3 separate regions of the Mus musculus genome follow, and all the other regions are linked to region 1. Evidence: chromatin contacts called from public promoter capture Hi-C data. All regions are on one chromosome and are shown on one strand. The core of a region is the stretch at or near the end of the contact, and the rest is flanking DNA. Distances in the headings are between cores, read along the strand shown. Region 1 holds the start of Enpp5 (ectonucleotide pyrophosphatase/phosphodiesterase 5). Region 2 overlaps Supt3 (SPT3, SAGA and STAGA complex component). Region 3 overlaps Supt3 (SPT3, SAGA and STAGA complex component).

Evidence for each region. Promoter capture Hi-C pulls out the DNA fragments that hold promoters and counts their contacts.
Region 2: a contact with region 1 is called in a promoter capture Hi-C map of hippocampal neurons, with 4 times the contacts expected there. The contact joins the enhancer-like site here to the promoter of Enpp5 in region 1. A contact is called at or near these places in 10 of 39 promoter capture datasets (the 3T3-L1 cell line, 3T3-L1-derived adipocytes, the C10 cell line and 6 more) and 1 of 115 datasets of contacts at active chromatin or transcription factors (astrocytes).
Region 3: a promoter capture Hi-C map of pre-B cells shows a contact between it and region 1, with 2.7 times the contacts expected there. The contact joins the enhancer-like site here to the promoter of Enpp5 in region 1. A contact is called at or near these places in 6 of 39 promoter capture datasets (3T3-L1-derived adipocytes, hippocampal neurons, liver and 2 more).

What each region holds. Positions count from the first base shown.
Region 1 is chr17:44,076,856-44,081,230 of GRCm38.p6, forward strand. It overlaps Enpp5 (ectonucleotide pyrophosphatase/phosphodiesterase 5), which reads left to right and starts at 1,947. Exons shown (of 4, transcript NM_032003.3): 1 at 1,947-2,127; 2 at 3,792-4,375. The coding sequence starts at 3,827.
Region 2 is chr17:45,076,388-45,080,762 of GRCm38.p6, forward strand. The region is part of intron 11 of Supt3 (SPT3, SAGA and STAGA complex component); the gene reads left to right. Among named protein-coding and RNA genes, the nearest start is that of Gm35097, 69 kb to the right of the region's middle. Within about 2 kb of position 2,099, at least 16 of the 459 cell types and tissues checked have an H3K27ac peak or open chromatin away from gene starts, as enhancers often do. A contact at or near this core is called in hippocampal neurons, where this site is marked.
Region 3 is chr17:44,790,667-44,795,041 of GRCm38.p6, forward strand. All of the region lies in intron 2 of Supt3 (SPT3, SAGA and STAGA complex component), which reads left to right. It also overlaps a transcript of Runx2 not described here. Among named protein-coding and RNA genes, the nearest start is that of Supt3, 16 kb to the left of the region's middle. Within about 2 kb of position 1,760, at least 27 of the 459 cell types and tissues checked have an H3K27ac peak or open chromatin away from gene starts, as enhancers often do. A contact at or near this core is called in pre-B cells, where this site is marked.

The sequences.
Region 1 (4,375 bases), core at 697-3,196:
TATAAACTGCATTATTCCAGTGCTAGCACAATGTCCTTACAGTCCTGGGGAAGAGAATGGTCTAGTCCCCAAATGTATGTCAGATTTCTCTGAGGACTTTAAAAGGTAGAGGGACCTCCCTACCCCAAGCCTGTGAAACGAAAGTGAATCCTGTTGCTCTGTGTTCAGACATGCATCCCTACTTCTGACATTATCCTGCTATTTCCATTGAAATAAAGGAACCTTTCTAACCCATGCTGACATAACTTGCTCAGTAGCTATTGTGACTGGACAGAAATTCAAACAACTGGCAGAGTACAGATGTGGAAGCAGGAAGTTTGTCGACAAAAACTCAACAATCATTCCTTATTTGAGCCAGACCCTGCCCACTGGGAAAGTGAGTTATATTCAAGCCTACCAGTTGACCACTAGACATTATTGTATGGAGATCCAGAAGTAGGTCCTGAGCTCGCTGAGCCCGCGGAGAGTTGTCTTCTGTGTTCTGAGCTGTGCTTAGCAACTACACTGTACAATTTAGTAAGCGTGGCGGGTGGGAAACAATCCCAACTTCCATAAAAAGTTTGCAGAGCATGGCAGCCTGTCACGTGAGCAGAGCCTCCAATTCTCAATGACCCACATAGAAACAGGCCCATTCTCACCCCTGATTTTTTTTTCTTCCAGGTTTTCTTTCTTTGGAGTGAACAAGGAATTGGCTTCTTAGGCTGGGAGATAAGGACTTACTAGACTGAACCACCTCCTTCCAACTTTGAGCAGTTTCAAAGGTCAGGACTTGGGGCTTCGGAACAAGTTGTGCAGCTTCATGGTTTTGGGTCTGGCTACACGCAGAAACAACCTCCCTTTCCGCCTCCTTCCCACGTGTTGAAAATGATAAAAATCCCCATGGCAGAGTGCCCAAATGCCCTTCAGGGCAGTGCCGCCCAATTTAGCAAGTGCCCATGGCTAGAGTTGAGACTGTCCCCTCATTAGAAATACACCAAAGGCTAAGACCAAAGGGCTCAATTCCTTTACAGAACGTGGCTACAAACATCACAGCCCCAGCACACAGAACAGAAGACATTTGTTACAGACAGGCACCAAGGCCACAGCTGTGGATGCTTGTAGCCTTACCAGCTGATTAAATGTTGAAACTTCAGTTGTGACAATCAAGCAGATAATACTGCCTATTGCAGACAGATTTGGTTAGCTGAAGCTTTCAGGTGCTACTGCTTGGAGGATAGGAGTGGGGAGTGCCTGCGTGGCCAACTTATAATAAGATGCAAACACTTGGAAGTCACACATTGGGCTTCAGAACAGACTAGATTCCCAAAGCCTTCCATAGAGGAAATACTTGACACCAGCTATTCATGAACAAAAGATTCATGAGGGCTAAGGATATTCTTCAGTTGAGAGAGTGCTCAGCTGGCATCCAGGAAAACCTGGGTTTAATTCCCAGCACCTCATAAAACCTGGCATGGTGATACATGCCTGTAATCCCCAGAATTTAGGAAGTTGGAGCAGGAAGGTACTAGGACTGAGGTAATGCTGGGCTACAAACTGAGTTCCACACTATGGTGAGCTAAATGAGACCCTGTTTCGAATTATTAACACCATCTCATGGCAAGCTTGGATATTCTGATGTCCCTCCTTCAATTAAAGCTTACTGAGTGACGTCATCAGTTTATGATAAAGGAAGAAGAAAACTCAGAAGAGATGGTAGAATAAAATTAGCTTATAATGAACATGAGTTTCAGATCTCCAACCACTGGGATAGCACACTAAAGTCCCTCAATATCACGGACACAACAGGCCTACCAGGGCAGTTCTGAGTGACAAGAGCCCCCAGCCACCCATCCCTATCCCCAAACCTGGCCACCAAGTCCCCCTCCTTCAAACCCACGCAGCGCCCGCCCCCCTGCTTCCGCTAATTGACAGGCAGCACAGCTACTCCTAGGAGCGGATTTTTCACCCTGGTAACAGTGACAAGCTGGCGGGAGCCAATGGCGTTCCAGCAGCGGGGCGGGCTGCAGCGACGAGTCAGGTGCTCTGCGCTGAGGCTGCGTGCAGGTGAGCGAACAGGATCCTACAGTGCCCCTTGTTTCTGCCTCCTCTTGGTCCCAAACGTTCCAGGACAGATCTGTCTCAGCGCGGGTGAGTCCCCGGAGAAGGGTGGCCTGCCTCCAGAGGCCCACACTGGGGCTGTCACCGGCCAGCGGGGCGGGGAGGCCTAGCAACCCCGTAGAGAAGAGGCGACGCACCCACCCACCCTGGCAAACACCCTGACATAAGCCCACTCCTCTGCTCTTTGATTGGTGCGCCTGTTTGCTTAGGTTGGGGCGGGGTGGGGGTGGGGGAGGCTGGAGAGAGGAAGGACTGGAAAGGCCAGGGCGATTTCAATCGAGATCTAGAGAGTTTCAGGGCTCCGTGCTGTTTCTGCGTGGAGAAATGAGAGATTTGTCCTTTTTTCCTCATCCCCACCCCCACCTGCGTTGTGGCACCCATGTAATTATGTTGCTTCTTATTATCGAACATCCCCGAGCTTTAGACAGAGCCTCATACTTCGCTTCAGTTTGCCCCAAGAAAACAGTTGTCTTCTATTTACCTCAATTAACTAAAATAGATGGGAAAAAAATCATATGTTCCGTGCAACTGATTCTTTCTTGGCATTAAATTGTATTTGGTTGATAATAATTTCCTTCGTGTTAGTGAGATGGGAGAGAAAATTGGGGGAAAGAAAAGAAAAGAGGGAAGAAACAGGGATCAGTCATTTGCAGTTTCCTGCATACATTTAATTCCCCGTCATGGCCATTATTAATGTTGCTCCCAGAATGAGTGGCATTCAAGATACAATAGTAAATTTAAGTTTGGAATCAGTCATTGTCTTGAGACCAATGTCCAAAACAGTTTCTAGTCTGGATGAAACCACAGTTTAAAAAAGCAAATCTAACCTTAAGCTCATATGCATCCTTTGCATACAGCTTATGGTTCTGAAAACAAAGCCAGCCTGCCTCATAGGTTACATCTGCCCATTCCTAGACCATAGCAAGGCAAGTCAGAGCCACATGCACACATTCCACACATGTACACATATCACACACATCACACATGCACACATATCACACACATCACACATGCACACACATCACACATGCACACACAATCACACATGCACACATCCCACACATACACATATCACACATACACACACACATCACACATGCACACATACCATACATACACATACCACACATACCACACATGCACACACATCACACATACCATACATACACATATACCACACATACACACATACCACACATGCACACACATCACACATGCACATATACCACACATGCACACATACCACACATTTATACATACCACACATGCACACACATCACAATGCACACATACCACCTATGCGCACATCGCGCACACACACAGACACACACCATATCTACAAATTTTCAAGCATTCTAAATCATCCTGAATTTGTCTCTGAAAAGTCACATATACAAATCATCTTTTTAAATATTATTGTGGGGTCCATTTGAGTAATTCCTTTGTTTCTTTGAGGAATATCTTTTGATAGAATATAGGAAACTATAAGATTGTTTGTTTGTTTGTTTGTTTGTTTGTAAAGTGGCACTAAAGCGTTTTGGCCCTGGTGTCCTGTGTCAAATGGAGTTCTGTACAGTTTTTTCAGGCTGTGACTTAGGATGTAAATGAGATCACTCATCGCTGTCATTCTCAGTTTGGAAGAAAATGTATTAATCACAGTTGTCAGCATTAATTCCTTTGTGCTTATTCTACAGATTACCTTATGCTGAGCTGATCAAGGTCTTGAAAAATGATTCCAGAGTTTCTCCTTGCGTCTTGCACACTGGCTACTCTATGCCATTCGGCTCCGTTTTCTCTACAGCCAGAAGAGCAGAAAGTTCTGGTAGTTTCTTTTGATGGATTCCGCTGGGATTACTTATATAAAGTTCCAACCCCTCATTTCCATTATATCATGAAAAATGGTGTCCATGTGAACCAAGTCACTAATGTTTTCATCACAAAGACCTACCCTAACCATTACACTTTGGTCACTGGTCTCTTTGCAGAGAATCATGGGATTGTTGCAAATGACATGTTCGACCCTATTCTGAACAAGTCCTTCTCCTTGGAGCACATGGATATTTATGATTCTAAGTTTTGGGAAGAAGCCACACCAATATGGATCACAAACCAGAGGGCAGGGCATGCTAGTGGCGCGGCCATGTGGCCCGGAGCAGATGTGAAGATCCACGATAGTTTCCCGACCTATTATCTACCTTACAATGAGTCTGTTTCCTTTGAAGACAGAGTTGCCAAAATCATTGAGTGGTTTACAGCCAAAGATCCCATCAATCTCGGT
Region 2 (4,375 bases), core at 849-3,348, 1.0 Mb after region 1:
AGACAAATCTGTGGTCATTTTCTTGTTTAATGATTGATATGGGAGGGCCCAAGCCACATGGGTGGTGCCAGCCCTTGACAGGTGGCTTGTGTAAGCAAGGCCTCTGTGGTAGAGTCTGTCTTGTGTTCCTGCTGTGGTTTTCTTCATAGTAGACTGTGATCATTAAGTGTAAGCCAAATAAACCATCTCCTAGAGTTGCTTTTGGCCATGGTGTTTATCATATCAATAAAAGGCAGTAGACTAGTCCAATCCCTTCCCCTGGTAGATTAGAAACCTAAGGTTGAAGGCTAGGGTGTAGTCATGAATTAATGGTAAAATCCAAACTAGAACTCTGTCCCTTGATTTCCAATCTAGTGGTTTTTAAAAATATGACACTGGAGAAAGAGAAAAAGAGAAATTTCTCCTTTCACAAATATAGTATATAAAAAGATACTAAAAAATATCATCCACTCTCTATACACTCAGCAATTTTATTAATGGAGATTTTCTTTACCATACTCTTCTCTTCTTAGTTCATCCTGTTCCCTGGGCCCTCGCATGCCAGTGCTAAATTTTAGAGAACTCGGTACAGAGAGTTCTCTACTAAGACCTCTTGTTAATGGAATCCATTCCCATTAAGGCTTGATGGTGCCTGGGTGACTGACCCTGTTAAATAGTATGTCATGGCTGGATCCTGTTCTAATGGCAAAAGCAGCAGAATTGCAGTGTGGAGACCTGGTTATGCTCCCAGCCCAGCCATTAAGTAGCTGAATAACATTTGGAAAAGTCACTCAGGCTCAGCTGTACAATGAGAAAGTTAAACTAAATTATCCCTCAGGCCCACTCTGGCTCCTACAGTCTGTAATTCCAATCACGGCGTACGTTGTGCTTTATCTGTGAGCACTGTAGCATTTAATAGCCTGCTATGAGCTCTCATTTTTGGTGGTCCTCATGACTGAGGAGAGTTGGGTACAATTGGGTACACAGGCAGTTGACTATGGATACCTCCAAAGAGATCCAGGAGTGGGCGTTCTCTCCCCAGGGCAGAGGGAACATGCTTATGGAATATGATGTTTGCCCATGACCAGCCCCAGTCTGGGAATTTGAATGACTTCACTGATGTTCTTGCAGTGAGGTTCCCCTTCATCTTATCAGTGGACATCGCAGCCATGGAGGGCCCAGGGAGCAGTTAGGAGACCACTGCGAACAGCTCCACGTGTGCTAATATGCATTCCTGTAGAATCCTCAGGGCTGCAGACAGCCTTCCCCCGGCCTTCAGAGATTCCCGATTAGCCTTTCATTTTCCCATCACAAAGCCCTTCCTCGGCGTGACAACCAGCCCTGGAAATCAAGCCCCGCCACTTTAAGAATAAGTGTGATATAACAAACAATGACATTATTATATCGTAAGGACAAGAAACGGGAGTTAAGTTATAAAGCAGAACATTCATATTTACACAGGCATGTTTTAATAACCAGCAAAATTTTGGACGAGAACTAGAAAAATAGTTAGAAGATAAATGGACTTATGTTTCAATGTTATGATTTTTCACATACACTACAGTTCATTTTTCCTTTTTTTTTTAATCCTTGAATTTCGGATAGAACCCTGGGAGAGTTGTTGGCATCCTTTGGTCAACACGTTTGTCAGGGTATTTTCGTTTTTCAGTGTCCTTCTAGGGTTCTGTTAAGCAGTAACTCATTAGCAACACGGTCGGCATGGTTTAGTAGGAAGCTTTACCACAAAGAGGCTCTGTGTTCCAGTTGCCAGGACTTAACACTTTTGTGACAGGGCTGAGAAAGAAAGCTGCTCAGAAGGGGAGACTGGGACACTGTTTACTCTAAATATTGGACCTTCCATCTGAAGGCTTACAGAGGCTGAAGAATTGTTGAATTTGGAGATTTGGAAATGAAAATCTCCAGTAAACTCTAAAAACGTTCCCACCTGAAAAATAAACTCTGTTTGCTTCCACGAGGATTCGCCTTGCAGAGCTCCGAGCAGTGGTCGGTCCTTCCTTCATCATAAACACCCACGAGGAAGAGGCTCAGAATCACCCTCTTCTGGAGGGAGCAAAGCAAGCCGCCTGGCCCAGGCTAGCATGCAGAGAACAGACTGTTAGTTACACTGAGTGGGACGGGCTCGCTCCTCTTTAGATCAATCTGTCTTGGAAGCTGCATTTGGTTAGAATCATGAAAGCCTCAGAGACCCAATCCAAATTCACCTCAGCAGTGTCCAGAAGTGCTGGGAACTCACAAATTGAAATCTCCTTCAACTTCACATTATTTTTTCCCTTTTGCCTTTAGCTTCATGTTATCAAGCTATTGGTGATGATGATGATGATGATGATGATGATAATCATACCATACAGATTTTTTCTGTATTCAAGCAGAATATATCTCACAGCCATTGTCACTGTGTAGAGAGGGGTTATATACAGCAATATATAAAGCAAAGATATCAATCATTAAGTCTCTAACAGCAATAGAAGCAGGCTCTGTTAACACAATTAAAGAAAATTGTGCTTGGTGCCTTCATATGTTCCTGTCCAGGTGACTGTCACTCCATCATGACAATAGACAGAGTATAAAACTCTGCTTTTCATTCCAGTTGTGGATCAGCATATGGATGGGCTAACTTAGAGATGGGTTCGGGGCATGATCTGGAACTGTATGGAAATGCTGTGGGAGTGCACGTGCGTGTGGGAGTCGGGAGAGTGTATGTGTGGTTTGTGTGTATGTGTTATATATGTGTGTGTATATGTATGGTGTGGTGTATGTATATATGTGTGTGTGTGTGTGTGTGTGTGTGGTGTGGTATGTGTGGATTAACCTATCTTTTACTTAAGTCTATCAACTAGCATTTATTCTCCAGCTTACCTTTGTTTCCAGCACATAACCTAAGTTCAGCTAAATTAACAAGAGATTATCAAAACAAAGAAACTCAAAGGTTCTCTGTATTTACCTCCTTCTTTCCTGATATGTGGTAAAGGCAGTAATAAATGGTACCTGCCTTACAGGGTTGCTGTGAAGGATGTGGGTAGAGTAAGTGTCCCCTGAGCCCTCTGGAGGTTCGCTGAGATGAGCTGACAATGAAGGAACAGAGAAAGGGCATTTGGCTGTGCTGATGCACATAAGCATGCTGTGCACGATGGAGACTCGTAAGAAGGAATGGGGGTTTGAAGCTCAAACATCTGCTTTGAGGAAGAGGATCACATGGAGTAGGAAAGGGATAAGAGAGAGTAATGAGGGTAAGCACGATGAAAGGACAGAGTGCATTTTATGAAATCATTTTAAAAAAATTTTTTTAAATACCTTCTGTGCCGAGAGGTGGCTTGATGGTTAAGAGCACCTGCTGCTCTGGCAGAGGACCCAAGTTCAGTTCCTAGCATCTACATGGTAGCTCACAACCATCTGTAACTTGGTTCCAGAGGTCTAACACCCTCTTCTGACCTCTACAGGTACCAGGCATGCAAATAATATACAAACATACTTGTAGGCAAGATGCTCGGTTACGTTTTTAAAAGGCAGCGGGGGTTAGCTTCAGAGGGGATAGAAGCTACCGGAGGATGGGAAGTGTCTATAGTCAACTTTAGAAGAGCAAAGAGGATGGCAAATGAGTTTTAGGAGAAATTAATAATCTCAAAGAAGATAGACCCCAGAGCAAAATGTTCTGAGTGATGCAGGTTACAGCAAGCTATGGAATAAGACAAGTAGACCCTCACTGTGAGAGAAGTCTCTGTGGTTACAGGGACCTTTAGTTCTCTTCTCTGGTACTTTGAGGAGATTTCTGAGGAGTAAGTTTAAGGTCATGAATGTTTTCTAGAAAACAGGCCCTTGGATATAAGGGAACATCAGCATGAGCCCCACCATCGTCAGCAGTGAAGACTAAAAGGATTTGATTCTAAGGCATTTCATAAGGCCTTCTGCTTCAGGTTCCCTTCATTCAGAGTGTCATACTTTGGGGTATCGTTTTAATGAGCCCTAACAAGGACTTAGAGTAGTGCTTAGCACATAATAAGTATTTAATCAATTTAGCCTTTACAGGCAGTGTCGCCATTATGAGTGTGTTACTACATTTTCTAGTGAATATTTATTGGCATCTTGACAGGGTGTCAGGTGTTAGTGTCACATTTCTGAACATGCTTTCCCCTTGTCTAATGAGGCTATGGGCAAGGATGGGGACAGTTCTCATGTAGGCTTAATGGTTACTGTGGAAATCCAGTTAAAGGCTAGGAACAGTGTCATCTCTTCTGTCCTAAAGGACTAGTGGAGTTTGGGGGACACAAAAAAACAGAAGGAGCAAAGTCGGAACATACACACACACACACACACACACACACACACACACACACACACACACACTAGCCCAGTTGCTATGGATTCTTTTTTTTGTTTT
Region 3 (4,375 bases), core at 510-3,009, 710 kb after region 1:
CAGATAATAAGTGACTCCTTTGCCTCTCTGCTTTCCTCCACCGAGTGGTCTCTTCCTTTGCCAGCACTGCATTATTGTAGTTATTATAGCTTCTTAATGTGTTTTAATATTTGGTGTTATAGTTCAAGTCTGTCCACATAAGTTTTCTTTTTAAAATATTTTTGGCCCCTTCTTATTTTTATGCTTCCAGATGAATTTTTAGGAATCATTTCAACGAGCTCCAAAACAAATTCTAAGTGCAAATTTTAAGGGCTTTCATTTTTCATTTCTTTTTATGCTTTTTTGCTGTATTCTCAGATTTCAGGCATGGGTCTTTGCAATCCATTTTACTTTTAAAGTTGATTAATGAAGTAATTTTACATTTTGAGAGTTTATTTGAAACAACCCCTGATAGAAACAGTAAAAACAACCAGACTAATGAGTGGGCCGCTTAACGAGTGGATGATTAGAGACCGAGCGAAAAACTTCTCAGTCTTCTTTACTATTTGTTTTTCTTGCTTGAGTGTAGAATTGTGCTGTGACTGCAGTATGCAAAACCCAGACAATTTATCACCTTAATTTTAAATCATGGAAGAGATTTTATTTTTGAATGGCAGAAATGGTCAGTTTTAAACAGCCAGTTCAATTTTTAAAAATGGATCTGTAATACTGCATTCTGACTAATAGAGAAATATATATCAGTGTCCATTCAGTGGAATTAAGAGGCTGAGTATATTTAATATATTCATTTTTAAACATAAGAAAAGTAATAGAACGTGTCTTCTTTTGACCAGTTCAGTAAACGTCTCTACTGTAGGTTAACAGCCTGCAGGGATATGGAGTTCACACAGATAGAACACCAGGTGTAGTTTACTACAGTTCTTTGGGCTTCCCCTGCTGACACTCTAGGGTGATACAGAGGCGTCACATTAGGTCTGTTCTATGGTAAATTGTACTAGTTTTCTTTTGTAAACCATGTCTATTTGCAGTTTTAATCGTTTTCACCCCCTGGTGGATGCTGATTTATTGTTCTCGAATTCGAGACATTTCACTGTCTTAGCCCCTAGCAGGTGTAGACCAGACTGCTGGCAATGCTGGGAGATAGGAAGCTTGCTTAGAGTTTTGAAGGGTTGTCATGTAGTAAAGGAGGTGGCAGAGAGAGCGTAAGCTGCCTGCCACGCAGCGGAGGCAGGCAGGTGCTGTTCGTTTCCTATAGCCTCACTCTGTGCTGGGCGTAAGACTGGATGGTCAGGGTCACTGGGCTGATGTGGGAATCTGAAGGGCAAATGTAATAGGAAGTTATTAATTTGACATGTTGGAAGATCCAGCCTAGGGATGAGGTCTAAAACGCAATTGAGTTGGTCAACTTGGACACAATATGTGAGAAAGAATTGGAGACTTCAGCGCTCTGTACATTTATGTAGCGCTTGAGCAGTGCTCGGAGCTTAGAGGGTTGTTGGCCTGAGCTATTCTCCTGAGGTCTGCTCTGACTTCCTGTGCTGCCCGATCTGTGCGCCTGACACCAGGTACTATTCTTAGGAGAGGCCTGGTAATCTTCCCACCCGGGCAAAAATCTTGCCCCGGTGTAGTTTCCGACAGTGCTGTGCTTGTCTTCATCCAGTCCCTTTCCAGGGCTTTAACCCTTCTCCTGATGTGCTCTAGCTGGCATCTTGTAGGTGCATCTTGTAGCTGGCATCTTGTAGGCGTCTGGTAGGTAGATGTGAAGTTGCGGTGATACCGACACTGTGTTTGGGAGGACAGCCTCTAGGGGAGAGGCGACAGTTGCAATCTTAAAAGTTTCCAAGTAGAAGAGGAAGGAAATAGGAGCCCGGGTAGTTCTTAGACCACGATTCCATATTAGAAACTCAAATGACTGCTCCATTTCAGTTGTGAGGTTTTTTTATTTTTTATTTTTTGTCCTCTTACTATGTTGCTTTTGGGTTTTGTCTTATATGCTGAAAGTAGTTTTAAGTGTGGCTTTCTGCATTTAGAGTTCTGATTTAGCTAAGTCCTCTTTGTTGCTTCCTTGGCAGATCTATATTTACAGACGCCATGTGGATGGTGGGAGGAGGAGGCAGCGTAGTAAAGTCTGGCAGTGTTATAATATGCAGGAACAATATTCATCTCTAAGGCGGATAAGCCAGGTAATGCGCATAAACCATTTGCATAGATAGTAACCTGCTCACTGAACTCTGGGTAAGTGACTGTTAAATTATAGGGATAGAACAGAATTTTGGCACTTTTTTTTTCTTTTTAAAATGTGGACAATTGATTTGGTATTCAGAGACAAAGAAAACTGTTTTTAATAGTGTCGGTTATTTTGACTGACTGGAAATCTGAGTGTCTTAGAAATTGGTTAGGTCCATCCATTATTGATTCGCGAAGATGTAGAGAAGGGCCGATTTGTCCGAGGGTAGCTGTTTAGTTAGTTTAGGACTTAATACCTGGTCTTTTGAATATCAGCTCTCCACTCCTTTCAACTGTCTTTGCTATTAATTAGTGTTCATTTGACCAATTTGTGTTTTTCCTTAATTTTCAAACTGTCAGCATTTATTTAGTTTTTCCTTCTGCCTTTATATTTGAGATGGCACTACAATATCATTTAAAACGATGAAGAATTTTCATTAATCCCAGGCATGTCATGTTTAAGTCATGTTATCAGTTGTTATAGATCGCTCTGAAAACTTCATTCATTTAGACATTACTGGTATGTCTTAAATTTTATACAACTGGGACCTGAATGGAGCGGACAGAAACCCCTTCACCCTGCAAGCTTTGCTGCTTTCATGCTCCATGAGCTTTCTTTAACAGACACGGTGATCTACTTAGCAGTTTTCAGAAGCTAGCCATTATTTTCATTAGTAATTCTTTACTTTGGAGTTAGCTCTCCCTCCCATTTCTCCTTCTCATTTAAAACCTTTAGTCCACCGTAGCACCTCTGGGCGTCCAGCTTTGTTTGCTGTTGCTCTGTGAAGTAAGCAGGGTCCCCATGATGACAGTGGAATTCAGTGGTGTGCACTCGGATCATCTCATGCAGGTGATTTACTGTTCTGGGTAATCCTTATGGTGGAACAAATGGGTCTTAGACCATATTTGTTCTAGAATATTCTTGTATACTAGTTACTAATGCTTTTTGTTTATTCATTCAGAATTGAGTGTTTACTGTAGGATGGTTCTGTATATCTAGCGGTGAGTACAGCATGCAGGGTACCTCATCCGATGGCTGCACTTCACATTCCAACTCTGTTGGAAACACTTCATGTCTCAGTTTTTAGACTTACTACTGCTTTTGTGGGACCATGTTCTTGGGAGTTTACAATATTGTACATTAAAGTCTTTGACCTAATTATATACACTTTTGTGTTATGGCTGTGGCATTACTTTTGATTGCAGTTTTGGCTCAAGACTTGTTTTTCCTATGACATGTGAAACCTTTGAAAATGGAGTGTATCTGAGTCACCTTCTAGTTTTACTTAAAATTAGTTTAAAGCAAGGATCTTTGTTTAAAAGGCAAATCAGAAGAAATTCATTTCCAATAAGAGAGAATACCAGCAACGTGAACTGATTGTGAGTTGCATGGACCTAGAATATTAATCATTTTTTGCTTTCTTATTTACATCACTGGCAGAGATAACCCTTTTTCTAATTTTAGACTATTTTAGAGATTACACTGAAAAACTATGATTTTAATGTTTAAATAAAGATCGGCTCATTAAATTAATGAAACCCAATAAATAAAAGAGGCATGACTTTAAAAATCCAATGTAGTTTTTCAAAAATGTGTGTATGCTAATATGGAGGTTTGAATAAGAATGGCCCTCATAGGCTCTTATATATGAATGCTTAGTCAACAGGGAGTGACACTGTGCTGAGTAGGTGTGTCACTCAAGGTGGGCTTTGAGTTTCAGAAGCCAGGGCCAGGCCCAGGCTGCTCTTCTGTTCTGTCTCTCTGCTCAGGACGTAGCTCTCATCTACTGTTCTAGTACCATGCTCCCTGTCATGATGATGATGGACCAAGCCTCTGAGATTGTATGAGCCCCCAATTCAATACTTGCTTTCATAAGCGTTGCTTTAATTGTGGTGTCTCCTCACAGCAATACAACAGTGACTGAGACTTAATGACAGATGTACAGTCTTAATAAGTCTACGTCTGCTTTTGGAATCCCTTTTTTATTTTCATCTTTAAGCAGTGCCATTTTGTTGTGTATTGTTTTAGCTTTCATGGGGTATTGAGATTTCACATTTTTTTAATGAAGTTAATGAAGATTCTAGTGTAGTCCTCATTATGAGTTAAGCTTGATGAGTTCTACTTTGACCTTGCTTTGATGGTTTGTTCAGAAAAATCACCACCCTTCTCCATGTAAGGCAGTCACTTATGATCATGTTTTCTTACTGA